Regions from separate parts of the Triticum aestivum genome. Here region 1 is linked to region 2. The links are chromatin contacts, called in public Hi-C maps. All regions are on one chromosome and are shown on one strand. Each heading gives the region's core, a stretch centred on a gene start, on an enhancer-like site or on the middle of the called end of the contact. The rest is flanking DNA. Distances are from core to core; before and after follow the strand shown. Region 1 has its middle 5.6 kb from the start of LOC123104068. Region 2 holds the start of LOC123107192.

The links. Hi-C and Micro-C count contacts between places; a contact is called where the count stands out from the background.
Region 1: a Hi-C map of leaf shows a contact between it and region 2, with 4 times the contacts expected there. The contact joins the enhancer-like site here to the promoter of LOC123107192 in region 2. A contact is called at or near these places in 2 of 5 Hi-C or Micro-C datasets (leaf and root).

What each region holds. Positions count from the first base shown.
Region 1 is chr5A:467,839,301-467,842,093 of IWGSC CS RefSeq v2.1, forward strand. No RefSeq gene overlaps it. Among protein-coding and RNA genes, the nearest start is that of LOC123104068, 5.6 kb to the right of the region's middle. Within about 2 kb of position 1,426, at least 8 of the 8 cell types and tissues checked have an H3K27ac peak or open chromatin away from gene starts, as enhancers often do. A contact at or near this core is called in leaf and root, where this site is marked.
Region 2 is chr5A:467,534,619-467,537,359 of IWGSC CS RefSeq v2.1, forward strand. LOC123107192 reads right to left here and starts at 1,316. Exons shown (of 2, transcript XM_044529194.1): 1 at 832-1,316; 2 at 421-737. The coding sequence starts at 1,293. The coding sequence ends at 684.

The sequences.
Region 1 (2,793 bases), core at 176-2,675, 300 kb after region 2:
TGCATCGTAAACGTTGCACCACAGGATAGCATGTGCGATAGTTGTCGTGTACGACGATGTTACGACGGTCCGACGTTTTGTAATCCTGTCAGACACTTGTACGACGATTAGCTAATCTTTTTAACGGTGAACCGTTTGTGATGGGCCGCGCATCATACATGTTTTATAATAGTGAACCTTTTGTGATGGGCCGCGCATCATAAACGTAGCACCACAGAATACCGACTGCGATGGCAATGCGAGCAGAAACGAGTAGGTGTACTGTAGGGGCTCTATCCCGACGGTTTCTGTATCGTGTGGGAAGGACCCCCTATCGCGCACACTCACTTGGCGACGGTTCCAAATGCCGTCGCGAAAAGAGGTTAAAAACCGTTTGTTTAGGACCGACACGCATCGGTGATAGATCTTGCATGTGCGTAGAAATTTTTTGTTTTTCATGCAACGTCCCCAACAGATACGACAAGAGTGCAACAAGTTTTGTGTCACCCTTGAAAGCATCGAGGGATGTCCTGTAGTGGAGAAGCAAACGAAGATGCTCGAAATTGAGGCCATCAATGCCAAGACCAAAACAAAAGAAATGGCGCTCGTAGCATGATGCTGTTGGTGGAGATCATGAAGATGGACTTGAGCATGGTGTCGCCAGGAAGAGGCCTTTGTTCGAGAAGATGCAAACCGACATGCTTACGTTCGATGACTAGTGATCTATGACGGAGAGCGTCATCTTTTTTCTATGTCAGCGCTGACATGGCCACAACCAAGATGGCGTGGTTGAACTGTCAGCCCTTTTTTCTATGTGTTGGCATATGTGTCGGTCGTTGGCAAATGCGCTAGCATAAACTGTGCGGTGGTTTTTTGGAGGCTGGCATGGTCCTGACATGAATTTTGGGTGATGGCATAACCGCTGACATTATTTTTGGTCACGGGCCTTTTTAAAATTCTGTGCAAACTTAAAATGGGTCTGCGCTTTGGACGCACCGTCGACTCAAACAAAAAATAGACAGATAATGAGCGAACCGCCGATTCAAACGAAAAAAAGACAAAGCACGTGTTCGTTTGGATCAGGGCATTGAAGTTGTTCCGACGTAAAACAAAGCGTGCTAGCTGAGAAAAACTGAAACGTGACAGGGGCGTGTGGTTTATTCAACAATGTCCGGTCACGTCTGAAACTCTGAACCCGCAGTTGGCGCGTAGGCCGTAGGGTACGCAATGAAAGCGAGCAACGGGTGCGACCCCAACCAGACCAGACTGCCGCCGGACGAGCCACGGTCGGGGTCACGTGAGCGCAAGGCCGGGGGCCCCGGCCGCCTGGGCGGGTCGCAGTCGACGGCACGCCCACGTGACCGCGCTGCGTTCTCTCCTCCGACGGGGCCCCCTGCACTGCTCTCCCCACGACTCGAAGGCCGCCGCGAGACGTGACCGCAGCGTCCCGCCACACACACGTCGCTGTGCCCCTGTGCTGTGCGTGCGCGTGGGCCGCGACCGACCGACCCCTCACGTGCCCGGCTCGCTGCGTCCTTGTCTTTCGGTTCGGCCGCGGCGCACGCCACCTCGTCGATCATGGACCCGCCCTGCCCTGCGCCCGCCCGTGGTCTACCACCACGGCCGTAGCGGCGCCGGTATCAACCGTGCCACTGTGCCATGCGTGACTTCACAGGCGAGACCAGTCCATATCACCTACTCAGAGGCAGCGCCAGGTCGCCTGCTGGCCGGGTCTCGTGCAGGCCGGGAACCCGGGGCAGGACCAGCGCCGGTGCGTTGGCTGGCCACATGACCACCGGCCGCTGGGCGCCCACACCACACGTGACCCGCCGCGCGCTGGCCGGCCCATCCCATCCCCCTCCCCACTCACGCCGCACTCCCCCACCCACGCGTCGACCCCCGGCACCAGCAGCAACGATCCACCACCATCATCAACCCTCCCTCCCGCGCTAATCAACCCCTCACATGCACGCATGAGGCCCGGATCAGCGGAGCGATCGCATTTAATTACAGATCCCAAGGCCGATTTTCTTAAACAACCAGAAGGCCCTGCAGCCGCAGGGAATGTCGTCTAGTTGAGCCGAGCGAGCCACGGTAAAGAAGCACACACACACACACAAAGCACAGAGCGGCCGTGCTTTGCTCATCTGTAAACCCCATTTTAAAACGCCTAAGCTTTGGCCCTTTAATTATCCCTCGGAATCTTCCACTCTGTCAAGGTGTCGACAGCCTCTTTAGCTATATCCTAATCTACGAAATTTAGTAAGTTAATCGCGTGCCGCTTTGCGGGGGAAGGTGCGCTGCATGCTTAGCTAGCCAACATGCGCTGCATACTTAACTATCTTCTCCCTCTCTCTCCGTCCAAAGGACGACGACGACGGGGTGCGTGCTCTTTGTTTACGCCCGGCTTGCCGGCCTTTTGTGGCCGAGGCGGTGCGGCATGGGCGTCGCGTCTCCAACCTTTGTTTTCCAGTAGACGGACAAGTAGGTTCGTCGTAGTGGTCATGTGACCCTCCATGATTAGACGTCATTAGCTACGACGCCATCATTTCCTCCAGCGTTTTTTCCTCGTTCTTTAGCTCCGCTTTCACATCGCTGCCTGTACATGCATGCACGAGACCACCGTAGGCGTGTGTTGGTGTCGTCTAATCAAGTTTATTTTTGTGATCAAAAGTCTGAATAAACAAGGTTAGGAAGGGAAACGAAAAGTGGGGAAGAAGGCGGTGCACACATGGTGGGATGTTGCGCGCATGATGGTGCCGCGGACGTAGCCAAAGATGAAGCTATTGACAAAAGCCCGCGTATAGGTTAAAA
Region 2 (2,741 bases), core at 66-2,565:
TCACGGTTTTGCTTTCGCGAGAGGCACGGTTGTGCCTTCGCGAGAGTCACGGCCGTGCCTCTCAGAAACGAAAGAAAAACATGTTTTCTGTTTTTTTCCTTTTACGAGTCACGGTTTTACTTTCACGAGAGACACAGTTGTGATTTCGCGAGAGGCATGGACGTGCCTCTTTCGAAAAAGGAAAAAACCGTGATCCCGGTTCTGTTTTTTCGCCCGGTCTTTTTGTCCGGTTTTTTTTCGTGGAAAAAAGTTCGTCAAAATCTATCAACATGGGATCTAGTTTTAAAGATCTCGACGCGAGGAATTCAATGATGAAAACGGTTCGAGATTTGGACGCACGGTTTAAGAGATAAAACATTTTGAATAAACAAATCTACGAAAAAAGAAAAACTCCTAGGTTGCGACAAGTGACGTGCTGCATGTACGCCACTTGTCACGACTTGAGAAAGTGGAGTGTTCTTTGCAATGAGTACTCCTTAATTAGTGATTTCAAGAAAAACCTAGAGATCAGAGCGGTTCCCTAATGGGCCTGGACCAGGGCAGAACCACACACCCCGTTTTTCTCAGGTTCGTGTGGCCCAGAACAATCGAACCTTGCAGCCCAGTGCAGTCTTTGCGGATAAGCACATCGTAATCACACTACCCTGAGCGCCTGAACCTGTATGTGCCATCGTGTGTACTGTTCACCCTCTCCAGTCTCTCTCTTTGCGTCTCCAGAAAGCCAGGAGATCGTAGAACTGCATGCACACGGTCCAGTCCAGTTAACTAAGCCGATAGCACGAACAACAGCCGAAAACAGAGCGCATGGATAGAGAAGAAATGCTCACTCACTTTTTTGCAGTAGTAGTAGTTCCCAGTTTCCGCCAACAAAAACCGACGATCTTGCTCATCAGCGTAAGGATCGATGGACTCATGGGCTCCATCGATGTAAGCAGCGGTGCACTCCCGGCTGCGTGTTTCTAGCTCTGCTCCCCCGCCGTGCTCCTCCTCCTCCTCCCATGAGTACGCGTCACCGTCGGCGCCGGCGCTCTGTGCCGCCGTCCGATCCAGTGGCGCAAAGGAGGCGGGGCACGAGAGGAACCGCGCCGTGATCGCGCAGACGAGGCAGAGGGAGGCGGCCGCGCAGGCGAAGGGGAGCAGCACGACGATGAGGGCGGCCGCGGCCACGGAGGAGAGGACGAGGGCGATGTGGAGCGCGCATAGGCTCCACACGTGCCATGCTAGAGCGAAGCACGATGACGACGACGACGCTGTGGTTCCTGGAGCGTGTTGCGTAGGGGAAGAGGGCGACATGGGACTTGAGGCTCTGAAAGATGGCGCCAGTTGATGCGACTGCCGCGAGGCCTGTGGACGAGTAAGATTTCTCTTTCGACCTTGGCTACGTGGAGTTTTGCTGCAACGATCCTTCGCGTGCAACGCGTGTAGGTTCGGGCATGTAGAACTTCAGTGATGCGGTTTGCATTGAAGACAGCTGAAATACGTGTATTGCTCCGCGAGAGGGAGTGGCTCCACGTGGCGGGCCCACTGCCGGCTGTCATTCTTTTTAGCGTATAAGAACTGTCGGCCGTCATGGCCGGGACTTCTTGGCAGGAAGATGGCGTTTGGGCCATGAATTTGATGAACATTTTTTAAGCTTGATGAAAAAAATTCTCCATTCAACAAAATAAGGATGAACTTTTTGAAAGATGAATGAACATATTTTGAATTTGATGACCATTTTAAAAAGTTACGCTGACCAAATTTTGAACACTATGAACTTTTAAAAAAAATGGACGAATAAAATTTGAATTTGATGAAATTTTTTAGAAATCGATGAACATTTTTTGACAAAGATGAATAAAATGTAGAGTTACATAAAAGATTTTTTAGTTTCATGAACACACTTTGAATTTGATGAACATTTTTTAAATATTGATAAAAAGATGAATTCGATGGAAAAAATATTGATTTTTTTGAAAAAAAAAGTTAGCAAAACAAAGTAAAAAATTAAAAAGGAAAAAGGACAAACAGGAAAAAGAAAAGGGTAAAAGGAAAATGACTGTGATATTTGGCACACGTGTGCCATATAAGCAAAACTGCCACACCTCTATTTCTTTCATTTTAAAGTACTATACGATCCCTTCGTTCTTTGACCTCGCCTCTTCCCAAATGACCCCGCAAGCTCGCCTGAGAAATCTGCTTCTCCCGCACATCTCGGACGCTCACCCCCGAGAAAACTGTCACTTCTTCACGTCTACCACATGATTTCTTCTCAGGAGAAAGTTACCATGATATTTGTATGCAAGTTATCAGGCCTGTGTTGCATAATTTACCGTGCTATTTATATAGAACGTATCAGGTACTATGCTTCAACAACTACACCCTTTCAAAGTTACCACTGTGTTTTGTACACAAGTTATAAGGTATTCGATGTGTAAAATACCATGGTACTTACACATAAGTTATCAGGGTATATGTACATCAACCTCCCCCGGTCAAAGTTACCATGAGGGATTGTACATGAGTTACCAGGTCTACGGTTCATATATTATCATGGTACTTGCACCTAAAAACCTAGGTGTGTTTCGGTAGCTTTTTCCATAGGTCAAAAATTACCATGATGTTTTTGCGTAACTTATCACGCCTATAGCACGTGTGCCCCTCAAGACACTAAACATTATGTGACTTTCCCGTGGCACGCCATGTGTTGTGTTCATTCAAGAGACCCACGCGCGAGGCAAGTGTATGTTTTTAACAACTTA